2 separate regions of the Mus musculus genome follow, and region 2 is linked to region 1. The links are chromatin contacts, called in public promoter capture Hi-C maps. All regions are on one chromosome and are shown on one strand. The core of a region is the stretch at or near the end of the contact, and the rest is flanking DNA. Distances in the headings are between cores, read along the strand shown.

Region 1 (5,720 bases), core at 1,404-3,903:
AAGTAAGCTTAGAAAGAAAGTAAGGTGGCTCAGTCGGTAGTACCTGCTGTGCGTGCATGAGGACCAGAACCCATGTAAAAGCCAGGTGTGGCATACATGGGAAGAAGATGCAGGGAACTTGCTGGCAGACCAGCCTAGCCACAGACAATGAGTTTCAATCTGCTGAGAAATCTAATCTCGTGGGGTGGAGGCCCATTGAGATAGCTCAGCAGTTAAGAGCATCTGCTGTTCTTGTTGAGAACTGGGGTTCCATCTCCAGCATCCAAATGACACCTCATAACTAGCTATAACTCCAGTTCCAGGAGATCTGACCCTCTTATGACCTTTGTGGGCACCAGGCACACATGCAGGCAGAATACACACACACACACACACACACACACACACACACACACACACACACACACAATATATATATATATATATAGCATTTTTTTAAAAATTTAATGGTAGAGAAGGAATTGAGGTAGACACCCATCATCCTTTGGCCTCTCTGTGTACCCGCAGGCACATACAATATATGTGTGCAGACACATCTACACTGTGCAGACACATGCTAAGCACAAAGGTTTGAAGTTCTAAGAGGCACCTTGACAAAATCAGGGTGTCTAGGGCTGGATCCCCTGAAGCTCTAAGGGAAACTCCATTCTGGTTTCTCAGCATCCTCTAGCTAGTGACCTCATAACTCCTTTCTGCCTCTGGACTCTCACATAGCCCAGCCTAGCTCCAAATTCACTACAGTCAAAGATAATCCTGAACTCCTGATCCTCTTCTCCACCTCCCTAGTGCTGGAGTGACAGACGTATAGTACCCAGACCTTTTACAAAAGCATTTCCAGTGGACCTCAGCTCCACTAATGAAGGTCGCACCAACTGCATATCCAAATAAGGTCATGTCCTGAGGGTTCAAGAGGGATGTAGTTTAAGGGGAGACCCAGTCAAGCCAGAATGCCCCCTTCCCACCTCAGCTACCAGTCACAGAAGTGTAGAGGAGCAAATGGCAGTCCCTCGGCTTCCAGCCTCCCTGGAGGCCTGAGAGGAGCTGCTGGCCTCCGGCTGGCGACACAACATAGCGCGTACCTTCTCCCTGAACTCATGGGACACATAGTAGTAGATGAAAGGGTCTACGCAGCTGTTGAGGGTGCTGAGTGCCAGGCTGGGCACATAGGCTCCATAGAGATTGCCCCAGGCCTCAGGGCTCGGGTTTGAATAGTGCAGCACCAGCAGCACATTGCTAGGTGTGAAAGAGGCCACTGCCGAGAACAGTACCAGGGCTGTCAGTCTGAGTGCATGGCTGTAGCGCTGGCCATTGGCCGCCAGTGCACGAAGGGTGGCTCCATAGCACAGGCCCATGGCCAGCAGTGGCACGAAGCAGCCCAGGACAGCCAGGCAGATGAAGGCCGGTCTCCAGTGGGAGGTCTGCTCAGTCAGGGGCAGCGCATCATGACACAGCATGCGATCGGAGCCAGCTAATCGGAAGGTCTGCCGATGCAGAGTGAGAGGCAAGGCCAGGGTGGCTGCAGAGAGCCAGGCCACCAAACAGAGTCCAGTAGTGAGGCGTTGACCACGCAGTGCACGGGCCCGCAAAGGATGCACCAGGGCCAGGTATCTGTCCAAGCTGACTGCAGCCAGCAGCAACACTGAACCATACATGTGGCCATAGAGGGCAGCTGTGGCCACCCGGCAGGCAGCCTCACCAAATGGCCAGCGCTGGCCACGCAAGTGGTAAGCCAGTCGTGGTGGCAGCACCAGGGCCAACAGCAGATCAGCCACTGCCAGGTTCATGAGCAGAATGGTGGATGGCAGGCGTGGCACCCTTGTGGCCAGCACCCACAGCGCCAGCCCATTGGCAGGCAGCCCCACAGCCACCACAAGCCCATAGAGGGCAGGTACCAGCCTCGTGGGGACCCACCCCAGCAGCAGTGCTTGAGAGCTGGCCGGGAGCTCCAGCGTGTCACTGTCGTTGGCACAGAATTTGCCCGGGTAGCCTCGTGGATTAGGCTTGTCTGAGGACTTCGGCTCCTTGAGTTCTACTGTGGGACCCAGAGGGCCTTCTGTGGGAGAGAGGGGACATCAGTCAACCACTGCTCTGCCCTGCCTTTAGGGATACAAGATGAAGGAGAATAGCCTTGAGAGTCTTAGGCATTGTGGGTGCCTCAGTGTCCCCACTCCAGCACTCAGTTAATGGAAGGATACAACCCAGTCCCAAAGGCATGGAGTTTAGGGACCTAAGACTGTAAGCCTGCTCAGCAATAGCTCCATTTCTGATCCACCCCTTTAAGGGACACAGTCACTCACCATGGCTTCCCCTGGTACTCTCTACATCATCGTAGATGCTGGGGGTCTGGATGCCCTCTGCCAGGCTGATGCTGAGCCCCAGCACCAAAGGATACAGCAGCGGCCAGCACATGCTGCCAGGATCAGAAGCTTTCTGGGCTGCAGCCTGGGACTTCCTGCCCTGTCAACTCCACCCTCGGCTTCCGGAGTCCTTGTGGGGAGCAACTGCACCTTCGGGGAGACAGCAGAGCTCCCACCCCCATAGACCCATTGGGATCTGCTTGCTCACCCTGGAGCCCATCGAAGGTCCCTGTGTGCACTCAGGAGGTCTGGGTGTCCTGCCTAGGTCTCTCTCTCCAAAATGTCTCATAAAGAACTGGGCCAAGGATGGGAGAAAAGAGTCCTAGGCTTCAGCCTTACTCCCCACCCCCTACCAAATCTCCACAACATCCCCCACCTCACCCAGCCCAGGAAACATCTGTGGATCAAGTGGCCACTTCCTGCTGGCTAGTAACACAGCTCCTGTTTAGATAACAATCCAGCCTTCCTCCAAGTCATCACCATGTGGGATTCTTAGCCCTTCCAGAAGCCACCCACTATTTCCTATCTGTGGCTGGCAAGACAATAACTCATCCCAGTGCATCCTGGCTCTGTTAAAGCAGACCAACAAGCGACACACAATGCCAGCAGGTAAAGAAGGTGCTTGCCACCAAGCCTGATGGCCTGCATTCGATATGCAGGGCCCACATGGTGGAGGGAGAGGGTGAACTCCCACTCTCTGGCTCTGTCCTCTGGCTTCCATATGTACATCTTGGCATCTGAATACACACACAAGCACACATACACATAAATTAGGGTAGGCATGGTGGCACAGCCTTTAATCCCAGCACTCTAGGAAGCCAAGGTAGGCAGATCTCTGTGAGTTCAAGGATAGCCTGGTCTATGTAATAAGTTCCAGGACAGCCAGGACTACATAGTGAGACCCTGTCTCCAGACGGACGGACAGACAGATGTAAGTGAAAGCTAAAGCCATATCAACAATTGTTGTTGTCCAGAGTACCCTAAGTCCTCTTGGGGGATGTGCTAGCTGGTTTTGTGTATCAACTTGACATACACTAGAGTCATCAGAGAAGAAGCCTCAATTGAGGAAATGTATCCATGAGAGTCAGCTGTAAGACATTTTCTCAACTAGTGATCAATGGGGGAGGGCCCAGCCCTATTGCGGGTGGTACCATCCCTGGGCTGGTGGTCCTGGCTTCTATAAGAAAGCAGGCTGAGCAAGCCATGGGGAACAAGCCAGTAAGGAGCACCCACCCCTCCCTGGCCTCTGCATCAGCTCCTGCCTCCAGGTTCCTGCCCTGTAGGAGTTCCGGTCCTGATTACCTTCAAAAATGAACAGTGATATAAAACTGTAAGCCAAATAAACTTGTTCCTTCTCAACCTGCGTTTTTGGCCACAGCGTTTTGTTGCAGCAACTGAAACCCTAAGATGGGGTCACCCTGCCATCTGGATGCCTCTCTTGTTCCAGCTCCTTGCCAGGAGTAAAGTGAGATTCAGGAATGAGGCCCCTGTGTGAGCGTGGGGTCTATGCCCTTCCATATGCCTGCTGTAAGGCATTCAGTGTAAGTGTTTGAGTGTGGGGACCCTTGGAGGCACCAGTCACTGGCCCTCAAAGCTCCAGGTGTGACCTGTGCAGTAGGTGGCCTGACCTCAGCAGAGGGCCCTGAGCTGCCTTGGTGTCCTAGACACTTTGGGGAGTTGTTACAGGCACTGCTCAATTGGGGACTCTGTGTTCAGATGAGGTGGTGGGCAAGTCTGTTATCTCAGCATTTGGAGGCTGAGGCAGGAGAATTGCAATTTTGAGTGCAGCCTGGGCTATGTGATGACAAACAGTCCACAATAACTGGTTGGAAGAGGGTTGGTATGGAGATGTTACTGTGAAAGCATAAGGACCTGAGTTCAAATCCCCAGCACCCATGTAAGCAAGCTGAGCATGGCAGAACACATCTGTAAACCGCAGCTGGAGAGAGAGGGGTCCTGAAGGTTCACTGGTCAGTACACATAGCCCATCAGTGAGCTCCAGATTCAGAGAGACACCCTGTCCCGAAAATAAAGTTGAGTGCTAGGGGAAGACACAGCACTTAGACCTCTGCCCTCTGCATGCACATACACAAAGCTTTCCGCAAAGGGGTGGGGAAGGGGGAGAAGAGACTGAGGTTCAGAGAGGCAGGTACACACATATCTGAGGGAGTGGAGCTCAGTGCCACTCTGCATGCTGAAAACCCAGGTTCATGCCTAGCAATGTAAAACACAAGTCTGCTTTCAAGGACCCCTGTGCCCTTGGAGGAAAAGGCTAGTCTCTGAGGGTGTGCTGGATTCTGGGGGCCAAAGTGTAGAAACATGAAACCCATTTAGGATGGAGGAGCAAAGGCCAGCACAGCCATTTCCAGCCTCATCAGCCCTAAGCAAGCAGGATGTGAATGAGCAGAGCAGTCCTATAGCTTAGGCCCTGGAGTGGAAACAGGCTTGAAATGCCAGGGGTATGGAGGATCCAGCCTTCTCAGGGACAACCAGGGAATGGAGGTTTGCTAAGTGTATGTGACCCAAAAGCTTCTGTGTCTGGAGCTGAGGCTAGTCACACACACACACACAGAGGGGGGGGTGGGGTCTGGACCAGGATGTTTGTGTCCAGGGTGGGGTGGAGGGAGAAGCAGGTGAGGAGGGGTGTCCATCAGGATCAGCATTGAGACATGTAAGGGCAAGGCTTGCTGAGGACAGAAAGGTCTCCGGTTCCAGCCCTAAATAAGGAAGGGCATTCACCACATCCACCATGTGTAAGAAACTTGAGGAGACCTTAGTGTTAAGTGAACTAAGGCTATCTATGGAATTTTCTTCAGACACACCAGAAGAGGGCATCAGATTCCATTATAGATGGTTGTGAGCCACCATGTGGGTGCTGAGAACTGAACTCAGGACCTCTGGAAGTGCAGTCAGTGTTCTTAACTGCTGAGCCATCTCTGCAGCCCCAGCTTTGAACTTTTAAGTTACTGTTAATGCTGGGTTTTGTGTGACCCAGTCTCAGTCTCCTCCACCACACACATAACTCATGATTTTCTTAGTTGCTGTGGAGATCAATAGAGAGTGTTTAAACTGGAGTTAGATGGGTGTGAGCCTCCAATAGATGCTGGGAATTGAACCTGGGTCCTCTGCAAGAGCAGCCAGTGCTCTTAACCACTGAGCCATCTCACTAGCTCCTCATTATGAATGGTTTCTGTTGTTGATGGTGGTTTCTTTTTTTTTTTTTTTTTTTTTCCTCTAAACAGGGTTTTTCTGTGTAGCCCTGGCCATGCTGAACTCTCTGTAAACCAAGCTGGCCTCAAACTCAGTGATCCTCCTGCCAGGATGGGGCTTAAAGGCCTATGCCACCACCACCTAGTCCCAGAA
Region 2 (5,720 bases), core at 856-3,355, 2.3 Mb before region 1:
TACTATGGGATATTGTCCCCAAAACCACAGGCAGAATCCCTATTCTAGTTATTTCCAGTAAAGGGGAGGCAAGGTATGGCCTGACCACAGTGAAGAACCATACTAGTCCAACCACTATGCTCAAAGGGAGATTTTTTTTTTCCAAGACAGGGTTTTTCTCTATGTGGCCCTGGCTGTCCTTAGAACTCACTCTGTAGATCAGACTGGCCTCAAATTCAGAGATCTGCTTACCTCTGCCTCCTGAGTGCTGGGATTAAAAACATGCACCACCACAGCCTGGCTAAGGGTAGAGACTTTGGTGAGCTTTTAGATCCAACCTGAAGACATTTCTTTAAAAAATTCAGCTACAGATTTTACAACCAGCGGAGTGTGATGTTACACATCCTTAATTCCAGCATTCAGGAGGCAGAGGGAGGGCAGATCTCTTAGTTTGATGTCAGCCTGGTCTGTCTACATAGTGAAGGAAGTTCAGCACAGGGCTATATAGGAAGAGTCTCAAAACAAACAAACAAACAAACAAACCCACCAAATCCAACTTTCACACACACACACACACGCTCTATACTCAAAGTATCTGCATTAAATAGTTTCTGTAATCCAGCAGGAGGATTGGAGAGTTTCAGACCAGTCCGGCACGATCTTTAAATCAAAAAGGTGCCGATACTGTACCTTAGTGGTACAGTGCTTGCCTAGAATGTCTGAAGTACTAAATTCAATCCTTACTGCTAAAGTCAGGGATGAGGATTAAACACTGGAAGGAGGCTCAGCCAGGAAAAGCACTTGCCACCATGCCTGATAAGCCAATCTTTCTTGGAACCCACATGGTGGTCTGAGAAATGACTCCTTTCAAGTCCTCTGACCTTCACATGTTTAATGTGTCACTCTACATGCACAATAAATAAAATGTAATGAGACACTTTAAATAAAAATATAAAAATAAGGTTGGTGGGCTGGAGAGGTGGCTCAGCGGTCAAGAGCACTGACTGCTCTTCTAAAGGTCCTGTGTTCAATTCCCAGCAACCACATGGTGGGTTCTGACACCTTCATCTGCTGTGTCTGATGACAGCTATAGTGTACTCATATACATTAAATAAATAAATAAATAAATACATAAATATTTTAAAAAAAAACTTTTTTTTAAAAAAAGTATGATTGGGTTTATTAAAAAAAAAAAAAAAAAGAGCTGGGTGGAATGGCACATGCCTCTAATGTCAGCACTAGGGAGGCAGAAGCAGACAGATCTCTGAGTTCTAGGCCAGCCGGATCTACAGAGTGAATTCCAAGACATCCAGGGCTACAAAGAGGAACTCTGTCTCAAAAGTCAAAGAGGAGAAGGAGGAGGAGGAGGAGAAGGAGGAGGAGGAGGAGGAGGAGGAGGAGGAGGAGGAGGAGGAGGAGGAGGAGAAGCCAAGCATGGTGGTGGAGCACGTTCAATCTCAGGAAGCAAAGTGAAGCGAACTGGAGTTCAAGGCCAACTTGATCTACTAGGGAGTTCCAGAGTTCCAGGACTACATAGACCCTGTCTCCAAAACAAAACACACAAAAACCCCTCCTCTCCCCACACACCCCCAAACAAAAAACACCCCAACCTCAGCACCCTCTAGTTCTGCTACTGGCCTCCCTGCATCTTACAAATCGTCTGAGGTTGGAAATTGATAAGTGACCACTCCGCGCCAGCAAAAGACAAGCTCCCCAACCCCCAACCCCAAGAATAGTGAGTACGGGTTCCAGGACTTAGCAGTGCGTTCACCATCCCTCAAACCTGGATACTACAAGACACTCCCAATCGTCACCTCCAGCGTGTCAGAGGAGTGAATCACATTTTCTCCCTCCAGCTTCCCATAGCTACAGGTAGACTGGGCGGTAACTCGTCCCCTGGCCCCGCAGCCTGCATTCCCAGGCAGGATAAGGGACACCGGTCACAGCTCCCTTCCCCACACAGTCGCTTGCCTGTCGGGCTGTGGACGCTCCATCACCGGACTGGGCTAGTTCAGGCTGGTTCTGCTCGATTCAGGCTCCGGGCTATGCTCGAGACGGCTCTGCGCGGGCAGGCTCCACTCACTGGTTGTATGCGGAAACTCTGGAGGCGACTGGAGACCGTGAGCGAGCAGCTGCCCGCGCCAGCCCTTTAAGTACGCGGGTCACGTGGTGGCCGCCCAGCTGAGCCGGCGTTCTCGCTGCTGTTGCAACATCCAGCCCGGAGGCGGGCCCTGCCTGTAAGGGGATAAATCATATGACTCTGGCAAGTCTGTTACAAAAAAAAGGGAGAGAGAGAGAAAAAAAAGAGAAGAGAAGAGAAGAGAAGAGAAGAGAAGAGAAGAGAAGAGAAGAGAAGAGAAGAGAAGAGAAGAGAAGAGAAGAGAAGAGAAGAGAAGAGAAGAGAAGAGAAGAGATCTGAATGAGTTGCCTCTTGGCAGAATTTGGGTCCTTTCCAGAACCCTCTACTCTACTCAGTGACAGGAAGACGGGAGTAGCCCTTCAGGAATCTTGAAGGTTTCAGAACTATAAGACGATCCTAAATGTGAGATGCTGGTGGGCAAACCCAGGGATTGACCCACACTACCTGAGTCTACCTTCCCGGAACTCTTAGGATAGCTGGTTTTTTCAATCCTTTATGTTCACAGTTCTGCTTGGTTTGCTGACACTTGCCTTGATTAACTTTTCCATGGTTTATCCCTATATATCATGGTGGGGACATAGATGGCTCCAGTTTTACAGGTGGGGAATCTGAGCTGGAGGTTGAAGTGTTCTGCCCAGGGTCTCATGGAGTGCAGCACCCGAGTGTTTGGCTGCCTTCTCGGCGCTCTCCTAGAACCTGGTCCACACCATGACTTCCTGATGCCCAGGTACAGAAGACTGTGAAGTCAGGACACATAGCTCTGACACATCTATCACCACAGATACCCACTGCTGCTTAGCAGGGTAAGGCTTGGAATTCACCTTCTGAATTCCTGATGAGCTGGACTCTTCAGTACAGAACAGACATGACACAGACATACTGGGTGGTTCTTCAAAGCCTCCATAGTTTTGTATGTCCTCTTTTGTTGTTGTTAAAAGTATTTACTTCTTAAAATATTTCTTTAAAAAGTATTTACTATTTTCTGGGTAGTGATGGCACATTCCTTTAATTCTAGCACCTAGGAGGCAGAGGCTGGCAGATCTCTGTGAGTTTGGAACCAGTGTGGTCTACAGAGTGAGTTCCAGGACAGCAGAGGTTACACAGAGAAACCCTGTCTGGAGAAGACAACAATGAAAAGAATATTATTTATTTTATGTGTGTGTATAGGCCCATGTATATGTATGCATGCATTCATGCTGGGTGCATATAGGTGCCTGAGAAGGCCAGAAAAGGGCATTGGATCCCCTAGAACTGGGAATTAAGGTGGTAGTGAGCTGCCCATGCTCACAACTGAATTCAAGTCCTCTGTAAGAGCAGAAAGTACTGTCAACCACAGGCCATCTCTCCAGCCTCAAAATGACTTTTGATGTCAACAAAGATTTCATTCTTTTGTTTCTTTGTTTTGTTAATCCTGAGATTCTCCAGAAAAACCAACTCCAACATTTTGGGCCAAGTTAGAAGCAAGCTTTAAATATTAAATACTAACCTTTGGGGATGGACTTTGACCAGGTATGTTCTCTGGGATTTCCCAGCTGATAATGGCCTTGAGCCTCATGTTTCAGGGGTTTATAAGGACAAACCTATAGGCTCAGTACTTTCCCATGACCTACAACTCCCTGCATTCGGGTAGTTACCTCTGGTGTTCCTAAGCAGGAGGGATTTACAGTTAATTTTGGACATTATATTTTCTTTCTTCCCCCCCCCAAAAAAAACAGGGTTTCTCTGTGTAGCCCTGGCTGTCCTTGAACTCACTTTGTAGACCAGGCTGGCCTCAAACTCAGAAGACCAGGCAAAACTCAAACTCAGAGATCTGCCTGCCTCTGCCTCCCAAGTGCTGGGATTAAAGGCGTGCACTACCATGACTCGCTCTTCTTCTGTTTTTAAGGCTAAAATGAAATGGTGGTTCTAAGTCCTCGACTCTGAGAGAAGGAGAATGGAAGTCAACAACTGCCCATCAAGGGTTGATTCCCCACAGAGGGGAATGGGATGGCCAAGTCTCACCTGCATGTACCCAAGAATCTGTGGCACACGGTAAAGAGAGCTGCCATTTCTCTGCCACGAGAAGCAGTGACAATGGAATAACAGCTCATAATAACGGAAGAACACACACACACACACACACACACACACACACACACCCGGCATGCAGACAACTCATTTCACTCTCTCAGGAACTCCACCAAAGAAGTACAGGTATCAGCTGGCTTTACAAACCAGGACACTGAGGCTTAAGATAAGGATGTGAGTTCACTGTAACAGGAGGACGTTCACAGTCCCTGGAAAGCAGGTGGCATATCTTCTGCCTTCGAATGGATTGGCAGGAAAAGTGGCCATGACCACTGCCAACAAGCAAGTGTTTCTCTAGGTCTTCTGGTAAGGACCATCTTCCCCCGGGGTGACCTGGAAAGCAGGTGGGCAGGGACACTGTTCATTTTGCTTTGTAAATCCCCAGGATGGGGTCTGTGCCTGGCAAGTAGCTGGCAGTTAATAACTGTCAGAATGAGTGGCTGCATCAGGACTCCCCTTGAGAATGGGGTGCAGCTGTCTGGCTTCCATGTCACTACAGTGCCAGAAAGGCTGAAACCAAGCTCTGATCGAAAGGTGCAATCCCAGCCAACCTTTGTAGAACACTTGCTGTGTGCCAAAGCTCTCCTAACCCTGACAGCAGCCCACAAGATCTGTACAGCTGCCATTGACATCTATATTCTATTTGATTCTAATGAGGAATAGGGAAGCCAGGAATTTTCTTGTCACACAGCAATATTGATGGCAGAACCAGAATTCTAGTCCTGGTAATAGAAAGTCAGACCTCCCCCAGTCACCCTATCCCAAGCTCTTTCACAGAGGATCTAGGACTTTAGGGGGAATAATGAGAAGTCTGCAGCTCTAGAGCCTGTCATTCCAAGGTCTCCAGAAAGATGAAACTCACAACAGGAGTCCCCCTTTTCACATGGGGAGCTGGGGTACCCAAAGACTAAGGCACGGACTCCGGTTATGCACCTCTCAGAGACACGCTTACTGATGCTGGGTTTCTGACTCCTGGTGTTTGGCTTGTTCTCTAGGAGCCGCAGATGTAGCTAGATGATAAACTAAACAGGATTTAGGGACTGAAGCAGCCATGCCAGACTGTGCTAGTCCCCTCTCAGCCTCTCTCCTCTCCCCTGTGCACACACTGACTTGGCTTTTGGACTCCTTTGCCTCCTGCACCAGAAAGATCCCAATCCATGCCCTCCTTCCTCCTGCAGTGGCTGGCTGAATACCCCACCACACCCTCACAATTAGGACCAGAGAGAGATTCTGAAGATGGTCAGAGGGTCTGGCAGATATGACACTGTCCTGGCCCATCCCTCAGGATCCAGGATCATCACAAATTGCATGATGGGTTCAGACACAGTTGATGGATGACCCTGCCTCCTCTAAAGATGGGGGGGACACAGACGAAAGGCTGAGATGCACAGGCAGCCTCAGGAAGCTAGAAAGTGTCCAACCCTACCCACACTCCTGAGCTCATCTCACAGACAACCATGCTGTATTTCAGAATAGGACAGACCTAAGAAAGGAGTCAGCCATAACTCCAAAGCTTTCCATTAGACGGATGAAA

What was found. Promoter capture Hi-C pulls out the DNA fragments that hold promoters and counts their contacts.
Region 2: a promoter capture Hi-C map of hippocampal neurons shows a contact between it and region 1, with 5 times the contacts expected there. The contact joins the promoter of Hmox1 here to the promoter of F2rl3 in region 1. A contact is called at or near these places in 8 of 39 promoter capture datasets (the HPC-7 cell line, cranial neural crest, embryonic stem cells and 4 more) and 5 of 115 datasets of contacts at active chromatin or transcription factors (acute myeloid leukemia, embryonic stem cells, large pre-B cells and 1 more).

What each region holds. Positions count from the first base shown.
Region 1 is chr8:72,758,592-72,764,311 of GRCm38.p6, reverse strand. It overlaps F2rl3 (coagulation factor II (thrombin) receptor-like 3), which reads right to left and starts at 2,653. Exons shown (of 2, transcript NM_007975.4): 1 at 2,298-2,653; 2 at 414-2,053. The coding sequence starts at 2,409. The coding sequence ends at 975. Gm39198 (a long non-coding RNA gene) reads left to right here. Exons shown (of 3, transcript XR_878934.2): 3 at 1-359.
Region 2 is chr8:75,090,003-75,095,722 of GRCm38.p6, reverse strand. It overlaps Hmox1 (heme oxygenase 1), which reads right to left and starts at 2,105. Exons shown (of 5, transcript NM_010442.2): 1 at 1,951-2,105. The coding sequence starts at 1,973.